2 separate regions of the Muntiacus reevesi genome follow, and region 1 is linked to region 2. A link is a contact called in public Hi-C data. All regions are on one chromosome and are shown on one strand. The core of a region is the stretch at or near the end of the contact, and the rest is flanking DNA. Distances in the headings are between cores, read along the strand shown. Region 1 holds the start of SLC35F5 (solute carrier family 35 member F5). Region 2 holds the start of ACTR3 (actin related protein 3).

Region 1 (5,777 bases), core at 227-2,726, 130 kb before region 2:
AGATATGATGATATTTCAGTAACACAGCATCATTCCTAGATAAAGCTTACATACCGAAGTAAGTTCTGAGGATGCAACCCATATCACATCAACAAGTAGGAGAATAACAATCCCAAGAGCCATTCGCTTTCGCTGAGTGAAACCACTGCTCTGGGAATTCATTCGGTTCATGATAAACACACACACCATTTGCAGTCTGTTTTTAGAAAAATACAGATCACATTAGAAAGGATCTTTAAAAAAATAACCATGTAAAAATGAGAATGTAAGTACAACAGAAGTATGATATTTGTTAAGCTAATGTTCAAAGTCATATAGTTTTTGTTTTGGTTTATTTTAAGTGTTGAATTTACCTTATTTTAAAGGCCTTTCTGAGATCTTGAAGAGCAATGCCTGAAAACTTAGCAGATCTGAGTCTAAACGGAGGTGAAGAACTCAGCGCACCTAAAAATCACCACAGAATAATGCTTGTGAAAACATCGACCACTCAAAATAAGACTCATAAGCTCTTTTTCACTCTTCATCTTTAAAATGAAAGCCAATGAAAGAATATCAAAGTATGTGAAATATAACTGACATTTTTCTCTACACTTTTATGTTATGTACTATACATTTCAAATTATACTCAAAGAACACGGTACAAAGAAAAAAAAGCAAAATTCAACAAACAGCATATTTAAGAATACTTAACTAGTGAAGAACAGCTTCATAATAGTTTCATAAAGACAGAACCGGATTCGCCGCTCTTGCTACTCTCTCCAGAGGTACCCAACCCTGGGACAGTGTCTAGACACGCGCCTGTTTCTAAGTGTCGTCTCCGTCCCTGATCTTGAGTGGACTTGGCAGATTTGAGAGGAAGTGATTTGTTTTGAGTATTGACGGCACGTTTCCAAGCACCTCACATGGTCAAGAGAAGGATCCTCCACGCTTCCCCCACCCACCCCCGTCACTGTGTCTACTATTTCGATCTGAAATAGTCATTCACGAGGTGGGTGGGGAAACAGCTGTTCCAGGGAATCTTCCTTTTTCCGAGGAGGGGAAAAAAAAAGTTAAGGCAGTGACGTCTCCCGGGAGAAGGAGATTAAAGCCCTGAGGCGGCGGCGCCGGGCAGCTTCCTCAACTACCAGAGTCTACTCTGGGATCGCGCGACCCTGTCAGCCTCCCCTCAATAGGTCCCCAGACACTGGCCGTCTCGGTCAGAGCACCTCGGCTGCTACCAGAGGCTGAAGAGTGGGGCCGTTCGGGGCCCTCGGTCCCCGGCTTCGGTTCCGAGTGATTTCGCGGCCCTCCTGTGCCTACTTACCTGGCCTTCCTGCCCCGGGATGGTGTCGTGGCGGCACCATGAGCGGACCCGGCCCGGACCCGCCGCCGCCCAGGGCCACGGCCGCGGCCTCGGACTCACAGAGCTTTCGTGCCGCCTGTCATTGCGCTGCGCGGAGGCCCAGCCCCTGAAGCCGCGGTGCCCCTCGGGGCGACGCTGCCGACGCCAACCGGCTCCACTCGGTTCGGGAGGGCTGGGGCCGGGCGAAGGTAAGGAACCGAGCAGGCAGCGATGGCCGCGGAGGCCCGGAGCTGGACCCTGGCCCCGGCCCCGCCCTCGGCCGGCCAGCCTGCCAGCCCGGCCTGCGGCCCCGCCCCTCTCCCCGGCCCGAGGGCGGTGGCGCACGGGTTTCGTCACGATTGCGCGACAGCAGGCCACGTGAGGGTGTACCTCTAGGGTGGTTTGGCTATTGACAGTCGCTGAGCACAAAGCGAGAAGACGCCGCTGGGACGGCAGAGAGGAGCTGGGAGAAGGGAAGCAGGGCGCGGTGGAATGAGAAGAGGGAAGAAGGCGTGGGTGGTTGAAGTGGAGCGAAGGACGAGGGGGCTGACTGAGCCTCCAGATGGCCCCGCACCAAGACAAGAGCTAACAACGGCATTTGTTACAAAATTCGGTCAGGAAACTCTCAAGAGTTCTTGCTCGAGTAGAGGACGGAAGAGCAAAATGGCTTGAGAGAACTTTTGCTTTCTGGAGAGCAGAATGGCCTGGGAGAACTTTTGCTTTCTGGAAACTCTTGTATGTAAAATAGATCCCAGCTTCGGGAATTAGAAGTTCTGTCAAAAAAAAAAAAAAGAAGTTCTGTCAGTAACGGCAAGCTTTTCACCTCCCTGGCCCTCAGATTACTGAAAAGTGTGCATAATAATAGTACCTGCCGCGTCTATTAATTTGTATATATGCTAGGATTACTTGAGCATACAAATGTGAAGGGTTTAGATAATTCATGCAAGTTGAACACAAATGTTAAATTATTAAATTGTACAGATTTTAAAAATTAGCTTTTGAATATCCCATAAGAAAAAGCCTTGATATGTCCTGATATGTCTTTAGAAAACGAAATGAGACTAAAAGTTTCTTCACTGGAGTTGTCTACCACCAGCGCATTTGTAACATCTTTATGAGGTGGTGTGAAGAAATTAAGTTTTTTTCTTCTGTAATCACAATGTAGTGCATTTCTTACCTTCTGAATTTCTCCTGTTTTATTGAGATTGAATATATTGAATTTGTTCAATTAACTAGTAAAGCAATACCATTGAACATTTTTTGTGTTGACCCAGTCAATTTCTAATAAGCTATCAGCATTAAGCTCCTCTAATAAATATTCAGAAAGGTATCATGCAGAATAGAAAAATCTTAACCATTTAAATTACTTAGGGGAAATTTGTTTGCAGGCATTGATCAAATTATTCCAGTAGATGCTTTATTCTTGTTTCTTTAGAGTGGCAGGCCCATAGTAGACTAAAGAAAAATAGTGGCATTATGAATACCTTCCAGGATCTAAGAATCAGGAAAATTAGGTTGTACTTCTTAATCTGACCATACTTTATTCTGTGATCTTAAGGACTATTATTCTCTCTACCTCAATTCTTCAGTAGAAATAATGCTGATATCGTTACCTATTTCTTAAATAAATAATGCAAATGTAAGTACTTTGTAAATGTATATAAATCACCATTATTACCACTTATTTCCAGAGCATCTGCTAAAGGACAGTGCCTCTAGTCCGAGGTTAATCTTCCATTAACGTGTTTTCCCAGCACACTCTGAGGAAAATTCCACTGGACTACTGAGTCAACAGACCGTGGTGTCATTTCTGTGCTGTGGCATCCTGAACTCAGGTATTTCTTTCTCATGTCCCCACATATCTTGTCCAAGGCCAAGCCCTTAGTAACTTTGAAGTCTTAGAAAGCTGATTTCTGGTATAACTTTAACTCTTATTTCTGTGTGATTAATTCTTAGAAGCAAGAACTTTACATTTCCCTCCCTATAAAATCCCAACTGTCTACATTTTCAAATATAAATTCCACAAGAACAAGAATTTTTGCCTTTATTATCCTCCACTATACCCTCAGCATCTAGACTAGGGCCTAACACAGAAGTGTGGTCAATGTCTTGAATAAACTGGAACATCTCGCTGTCTCCTGACATTTTGAAGCCTATTTTCTTCTTCATATCTTCATTTCTGTTGGTACCACTATTTTTGTAGTCTCACCATCTTAAAAGATTGATTTTTCATTTTTATTAATTTCCTTTTTGCTCTTCAAAGTTAATCACTCTAAGTTCTTTTGAAATCTCTCAGTAGTAGACCCTTAAGCTTCATGTTATTAAGTCCGATATATTAAAAAAAAGTTACCTGAAATATAGAGAATATAATTTCCTCAGTAATTACATGTGTCACAACATGAATATGAAGGTCATGTGTGAGTGTACGGGGCAGTCCATAGTTTACTCCTGTATACCAGTATCAAAGATTACATTTTAAATTCAAGCCTTAGTAAAATTACAAATGGCTATGTCATGAGTCTTTGGAGCTTCCAGTTAATAGTTGAAACCACTTATCATAGTTCTGTGAATTCCAAGTGTGGAAATAAAGAACACTCAAATGAGAACAAGCAGAAGACATTTATTCAGAGCTTGTTATAACAAGGCAGTCAGCCCTCATCCCTTGCATTTGGCAGAGATTCAAAGACAGGGAAGTGTAAAAGCTTTCCAGTAGAAACAGGGAAAGGCTTCAGGTATACCCTGATGGTTGGCATGGGGAAACAAGGAAAGCTAACCAGAAACAAGGCATCCTTTGTGGTTGGAGGGATGCATATTTGCCTTTCTCTGGTTCTAAGTTGGAAACCAGACAAAAACTTTGGAAGGTGGCAGTTATTCATCAAGTGCTGACCAACAGTCTACTCTTGTCGCTTGTATTTTATCATATTCTCTACTAGAATGCTGGGCACAGAAGCTCAGTAAATAATTGATTTGATTTGTATCTAACACATGGTCTAATGGATTGGCGTTCACAATTTTGTTTTCATTACTGTACATAAGAGACTGCTTTTGAATTTGAATCACTGCATTTTACAGGGTAAGTCGAACCTTGGGAGGTTCTGAGATTTAGATCTAAGGTCCTAAGGGTTTATTGTGTACAATCAAGTCCTACATTTTAAAGGGTCTACAGGCAGTTTGGAGGCGCAAAATATCAACAGAGAACTAAATAAACATTCTAAACACCCATAAAATAGGCATCTTAAGACAATGCTTGATTAATGGCCACTCATTGCCATGCCCTTGAGGGTATGGACCGGAGTTCTGCAGGCATGATCTCTTCAGGTAAATATAAAGAAAGCTTTAGAAAACAGGTGGATCTGAACTTCATTTTAATAATGGGTAGAATTTTGATGGGGATGGGGTACAGTAATGATTTTTTTACTAATAAAAGAATATAAGTGTAAGGGAGGAAAGTTCTTTTTTCCTTTTACCCTCCTGGTTTTCCAGCTGGGGTCCTATAAAATTAGATTGACAAAAGCCATGTGAACAAGGGGAAAACAGCAGTTTATTAACACATACAGGGCAAATCATTAGGGAGGAATCTTAATGAAGAGTAACTCAAATTGGTGGTTAGAAGTTGGGCTAATGTAGCATCTTTAACAAAACAAGAGTAGTTCGTAGAGATGTGGCAAAGGAAAAGAGTTTCAGACTTTCAGGAGTGGCAAACCATGGGAAGGTAAATATTGATATGTGGGGCTGCTAACAGAATAAGGTTGGTTTGTGCAGCTCCATCTTGGCTTTCTGTCATCTTCATGGCTGCAAAACTTCCCAAGGAGGGCTTCCCCCATTCAATCCCTGGTCTGGGAAGATCCCATGTGCTGTGGAGCAACTAAGCCCATGCGCCACGAATGCTGAACTTGCACTCTAGAGCCCATGAGCCACAACTACTGAAGCCTGCACGCCTGGAGCCTGTGCTCCACAACAAGAGAAACCACCACAGAGAAGTTCGTGTATCACAACTAGAAAGTAGCCCCCACTCGCTGCAACTAGAGAAAGCCCTCTCGAGCAGCATCGAAGGCCCACCACAGTGAAAAAATTAATTTTTTAAAAAAGCTTACCAAGGAGAGGGAATGTATGTATGGCAGTCCTTTTCAGAAGTTTCTGCTTTTAGTCAGGAACTTAGTCCACATCTATTGATTCTCATTTGCCTCCAACTTAAAATATTCCTTATGCCAAAGTGACATATTCTTGTCCTCAACATGAGCAAGAGAAAAAGACATGTCGAGAGGCAACTTAAAAAACACTTGGCTGGGAACTTGCCGAGGAGATCCAACCAGTGGCTAAGACTGCATTCACAATGCAGTGAGCCAGTGAAGCTGCTCAGTCGTGTCTGATTCTTTGCAACCCCATGGACTGTTGTGTATCAGGCTTCTCCCTCCATAGAATTTTTCAGGCAAGAGTACCGGAGTGGGTTGCCATT
Region 2 (6,208 bases), core at 2,719-5,218:
GTTTCCCACTTTAAAATAATGGAAATGGAGTGCCATGAATTTCTTGAACATTTTAAGATTCAGAGACATTTCCTAAATTGATATTAAAGAACAGAAATGACCTAGGAAATATGGCAACCTGTAACCTACTGTATAAGCAGTCAAAATTAAACAATGCTTGTGGCATTATAACTGGAGAGTCCTGAAAAGGGGTCAGAACTGGGTTTTTGGTTTTAACTCTTTTCCCTAGTTTCTCTAAGATATTGGGGAAATCATTTAAACTCTCTGAGTTTCTGTATCACTTAGGGCTCTCAAATTTATGCAAGTAATGGAAACTGACTGCTGCTATGTTAGGCAAAAGGGGATTTATTGGCAGGATACTGTAAGATGGACAAATGTTTAAAAGGCTAGGAACTGGGTTTGGAAACTGAGAAGAACAAAGCACCTGGCTGACCTGAACTAAAAGGAAAACCAGGGTACTAACAGGCAGCAATGAATTTAGGGCAGTCAAACAAACGCCACCCTTCCACCACTATTTTCCTTTTCATATCGATCAAGGATCATCCCCAAGAGGCCTTCTAGCTCTGACATCCTCTGCTTCTCAGTATTTGGAGAAGAGTAAGCAGGAAGAGGGGTGCATATGCAAACAGGGTGGTCAGAAATGCTCTGGCCGGATATGCCCCAGAAGGTTCTGCATCGCTGAAGAAGGCTGCGCCACCACAGCGGTACAGATGCTGACCAATGTGGCAGGCAGCAAGGAGGAAGTGGAAAGGGTCTTAAGCAGGCAAAGCCTTTGGGTAGGCGAGTTATGAGGAACCTCCACAAATGACACTTTTCACAAGTGCTGGAAACTGAAACACTTCTAACAAGTCACTCCATTTACAGACAAGGGACAGGTTTTGACCGTGAAAGAGACTGTAGCAGGTTTCCTCACGTCTATGGAATGAGATACAGTAACTACCATGAACATGAGTTCATATTTGAATGTAATACACCAGTAAACATTAAACAGTCGCTTGAATCAAACATTGAAAATGGGTAGCCCATGGGTCAGATATGGTCTTCAAAAAATTAGTTACCAACATATAAAAATACAGGTATTTCCAACTTTTCTTGAAAAAAAGGGAGGTTTTGGCAACACAAGGCCTACATTCTTACATAGCAACAATTTTCTACTGTCTTCTGTGGGTGCTCCATGTTGCCGAACCCTCATCATAGCCCTCTTCATTTATAAGGCTGCCTGCCTGGACCATGGGAGCATTCTAGTTTCTGAACGCTGAGGTAATTACTTCATGACAACCCACGCCAGCATCTTGGTCAGCCATTTTGAGGCTCTATCTCTGCGGGCTTCCCTGAGCAGAACTTCCTTGAGTTCAAGTTCCGAACCTCTGTTCTTGAGACCCCTTTGGTTAAGATCCCTTTAGTCCAGACATACTACTTGTCATCCTGGAAACAATCATTTGCTCTACCCCAACCAAACCACATCTTTGTCTCCTGCCAGGGCCAATCTTCAGGCATCTGCTCTCCCCCCAAACCTTAAATACTTGATGGTGGGAAAGGCAGCAAAGAATCCTCATATACCATCTTCTATGCATAGTGAAAAAACATAAGGCACCTGAACAAAGAACCACTTCTGTTTGACTTCTTGGAAGATAATTTCTGAGGAAAGCTGCCCCTGAGGATTCTTTGTTTGTTTATTTCATATGAGTAGCTGTGGATGTGCTGGGCACCAGTGGATGGTAATGATGACGACGCCCCTTAGTAAGTCTCCTTTGTACACATCCAATCCCATCTGGATGCTACTCCTCACGTTTTCTATCTCTTAATGCCAACATCATATATGCTATATAAGCAGTCACTTCACTCTTAACTTTGTAGAATCCATTCTTCACAAAGCACGCAGAACATTTCCTTAAGTCTCTGAGGGATTCCAAGTTGCTTTTAGGCTAAAGTTTAAGATGCTTTAAGAAGTCTACAAATCCTCACATCATTTAATTCCTATCTCAGGCTCTACCTTCCATTCTGTCTTCTTCCCTGGCTCACTTCACTTTGAACACTTGGGCCTTCTTTAACTTTGTGGAAGAAAAAAAGCTCATTCTCACCTCAAGGCCTCGACTCTTGCTGTTCTCACTTCCTGGAGGGCTCCCCTTCTTCCTCACTCTCGCCCCTATCTCCTACCATCTTCCAGCCCTCAGTTTTTAAATGCTTCCCTGATAGCTCACTTGGTAAAGAATCTGCCTGTAATGTAGGAGACCCCAGTTCCATTCCTGGGTCAGGAAGATCCCTGGAGAAAGGATAGGCTACCCACTCCAGTATTCTTGGGCTTCCCTCCTGGCTCAGCTGGTCAAAGAATCCACCTGCAACGCGGGAGACCTGGGTTCACTCCCTGGGTTGGGAAAATACCCTTGAGAAAGGAAAGGCTACCCCTTCCAGTATCCTGGCCTAGAGAATTCCATGAACTGTATAGTCCATGGGGTCACAAAGAGTCGGACACAACTGAGCGACTTTCACTTTTGTCAGAGAAGCCTCTGCTACCTTTTGTTTCCCTCTCATTCACTCAACCCTCCTCCCCATTTCTCAGAGCCCTCTGCTTTATAATTTCTATTGCTCTTAATACAAGTTGTGTGTTTCTCCACTAAACTGTAAGCTCTGCAGCACCGAGAACTTATCCATTTTGTGCCTACTGAATATTAACGGTCAGTATTGTCCCTGCCTTAATAGAAAGGGTGAGCAATTCTTATTTGCCAAATGAACGAAAAGTTTAAATTCCATTGCCCAGGTTGGTCTAACACCACTCTATGTGATCTTCTAGAGTAATCAGACATCCTTTCTTAGGAAAAATATTTTTATTTCGGTCACCCATAAGTGAATCCACCTCGTTTATCGGAAAATAAACCAGAAGAGAAAAAAGCTATTAACATTATAGGTCTCCCAGGTGGGGAGAGGTCCCAGACTAGGAACTGGGTAGAAATGCAAATTAGCAGGCCTCACTCCAGACCACCTAATCAGAGAACTCAGGGGGTGTGGTCCAGCATTCTGTGCTTCAACAAGCCTTCCACGGAATTCTTGACACACACTTTGAGAAGTTTAAATGACATTGTTCTAGGCTTTCTAGTTTTGAACTTTCTTTTTTAATTAAAAATTCTGGTCCGTAATCCTTGGTTTCATCCTGCAACTAGTATCTTAAACTACTCAGGAGAGTACTTTTTTCGCCTCATTCAAAGCCACCAAAGGCTTATTTGTGTTAGGTATTTACCTCTACATTCCTGTGAGGTGGGCCTTCCTCGGTTGGCCTACAATCTAACCCTTGTGGTAACACTGGTAACATGCCACGTTGTAATAATGCACAAGTGTAACTGAAGAAAAAAAAACCCCCAAAAACAGTACCAAGGCACAAGAGCCACGGCGCAAGCCTTTGTTCCTCTCTCCTCCAACTGCTCACCCTCCGTCTGATATCGCTCTTTTCCAACCAGAAAAGGAGCCGCTCAAGTTATAAAAACGGATGGGCGCCGCTGACAAGGTTTTCAATGAGGTCGTTTTCTCCGGAGCACCTGACGATAGTTGGGGCTGTGGAATGCGGTTCCAACGCTTCCTTAACCTAGCACAGAAGTAATTGCAACTAAAAACCCCTTCCAGCTTCAGAATGAGAATTGGAGGCTCGGGCAGACCTACCCGCCCCTACCTGGAGAACACCCGAAGTGGACTACCTCACCTTCGGAATGGGAGCGGCAGCCGGCGGCGCACCTCACTGCGCATGCTCTCTCGCCCCGCCCGCTCGGAGGCCGGAAGGGGGAGCGCTCGAGGCCTAGGCCTGGCCCGGCCGGGGCGTCGGCACCGGCGGCCATCTTGGCTTCCCGGGGAAAGGCGGTGTGAGGGGAAGAAGTTGTAGGGTGGGGGCAGGAGTGAGGAGGAGGGGAGAGAGAAGGGGAGGAGGCCGCGGCGGGGCAGGGCGGGGACTGCCTGCCTGCCCGGGTTGCGGAAGTGGTAGCCGCTGACCGAGCCTGCTGCTCTCTCGCTACTGCTTCGGCTTCCCGGCTCCCCCCTAGACGGAGAGGGTGGCCCGGCCGTGGATGGTCAGATAGCTTCTACCTCCCGCCGCCCATCCCTGGCCCCAACCGGCACGGAGCAGACGGCGGCAGCAGCAGCAGCAGGCGAGGAGGAAGATGGCGGGACGGCTGCCGGCCTGTGTGGTGGACTGTGGCACGGGGTAAGGGGGCTGATGGGCGGGGGTGGGGAAACTGAGGCGGAGGCAGGAAAATGGCGGGGCCGGGAGATGAATGGAGCAGCAAGGTGCCGCCGCCGGCTGTGTCAGCCCGGGCCGCGCCGGGTGGCGAGGGGTGGGGCCCGCAGTCAGGGCCTCCCTCATCCCCCGCGCTTCACCCTCTGGGAGCCGGGCGGGGGCGCGGGGCCCAGAACCCCCCCGGGAGCGGCTTCTTCCGCGCGACCCCTCCCGGCCCTTCCCCCACCGCGGTGGGCAGCGCCGCCCGAGGGGCTGCGGGGACGGTCGCCTCCCCGGGGCCCGCGGTCGCGTGGGGGTGGTCGTCGAGCCCCTCGCAGCCGACCCTCCTTTGCCCCGGTGCTCCTTCCTGCCCGTGGGTTTGGAGACCAAGGGGAATGGAGCGCGGGGACCGGCCGGGCAAAGGAGCGAGAAAAGAGAAGCGCTCCTTGTAGGTTTTGCAAGATTGCTGTGACAACATTGTATCGGGGTGTGGGTGGGGAAAGGGAAGAATCGGACCCTGAAAATGGGAACCTAGATCGGGGCTTTCATTGGACCACCCACCTCCTCTTCCTTTTCGGCTCCCGGTCTTTTCCATCTCCCACTACGTTCCTACCGGCCAACCAAGTCACATTTTAATTTGAGAGAAAGATGTCATGTGTTACTTCTCTTGCCTCAAAAAAAGTCCCCCAGTGAGCAAGCGCGTTGCAACTTCCTTAGTTTTGTCAAAGCCGCTTCCTGCTTTCAGTCTTTTATACCCTTATAAGGTAGTTTTTCGTTTCCAACCTGAACACATCTTATTAGAACTTTCAAAATCAAGCAGTTTTCAAATAGGCTGAGTTACTGGTGCTAGGTGTGAATTTCTGTGAACTTAAAAAATATATTTGCGTTGTACGGAGAGGGAGGAAGGGAAGCACCCAGGAAAATTAAGTTGTGTGCGGTCATTCTGTGACCATGTCTTAAGGAGAGAAAGAAGGTAATAGAGTTGTAAAGGGAGGTACTTGCTTTTCAAGGAGTTGTTTATTATAGACTTGCAGTGTAGTTTGCTAAAGTATAGAATGGTGTGGAAGTGGTCGCTCCTTTTGTATTAACAGGCGTTTTAGAGAGTTATAGCACACTTTGTACTAACGTAGAAAATATTGCCTATGTTTTAATGCAGAGTGACTGCTTTATGTTTCAATATTGGAAGTGTTTTCTTTGGTGCTTGTGAATACCGTGCTGATTACTTTTCCAATTCCCCAGGTTTTGGAGGGGGTTATGAGAACTGGATTATCAGCCTTTCCCTTCCCTTTTTACTCTTTAGCAAACTATTGTTACTTAAAGGATGGTATACTCCTTACTCAGTTTGCTCTGTGTGAAATTTCTCTATAATCCTCAGGATCATACCTTTATGAAAGTGTGGCGGTTTGTAAAGTCCCAGCCGTGCAGAAGGAAACAATCGATTTATTAATATAATAAAAAACCAATGTCGTTTAGCCATGAAACTTCTATGTAGCTTTTTGATAGATGACTGATTAAAGTTATTTTTCTTAATCCATTTTTATTTCCTTGAACCAGTATTTTTTTTTTTTTTTTTCCGCCTTCCTTCTTAGTCCAGTTGGTGAGTAGTTTTATGTTAGGGTCAGTTTTAAAATTAGATTTGGCTGCTTGACTGAGAAAGAATTTTCAAGTATGTTTTGTTACAGTGAAAAATATTGCTACATAGTTAATATTATATGCTTTAGTAATTATTGCCTTGTCAATAAAATTAGTGTAGATAATTGTTGCCCTAATAAATAGTATGGTAATATCTTAAGTAAGGTGTTAACTTTTTCTTATTTAATTTTTTCCCTTTTGAAATACAGTTTTGATTATGTTTGATTTAGTATGCTGGGTATTTCATTGAGATTAACTATCCTTACGTGACCTCTTTCTGATAGGGCAGCCTTGAATTTAAAACACAGACTGAGTGATCAGGAGGTGTGGGGGAGAGGGGTTCAATCTATACTTAGGATGCTGCCCATGCCTAGTTGT

The links. Hi-C and Micro-C count contacts between places; a contact is called where the count stands out from the background.
Region 1: a Hi-C map of blood shows a contact between it and region 2, with 3 times the contacts expected there. The contact joins the promoter of SLC35F5 here to the promoter of ACTR3 in region 2. A contact is called at or near these places in 2 of 3 Hi-C or Micro-C datasets (blood and muscle).

The regions. Positions count from the first base shown.
Region 1 is chr3:207,398,704-207,404,480 of mMunRee1.1, reverse strand. It overlaps SLC35F5 (solute carrier family 35 member F5), which reads right to left and starts at 1,476. Exons shown (of 16, transcript XM_065931411.1): 1 at 1,304-1,476; 2 at 354-444; 3 at 55-196. The coding sequence starts at 1,343.
Region 2 is chr3:207,268,768-207,274,975 of mMunRee1.1, reverse strand. ACTR3 (actin related protein 3) reads left to right here and starts at 3,968. Exons shown (of 12, transcript XM_065931409.1): 1 at 3,968-4,186. The coding sequence starts at 4,143. LOC136165263 (a long non-coding RNA gene) reads right to left here and starts at 4,949. Exons shown (of 5, transcript XR_010662479.1): 1 at 4,760-4,949.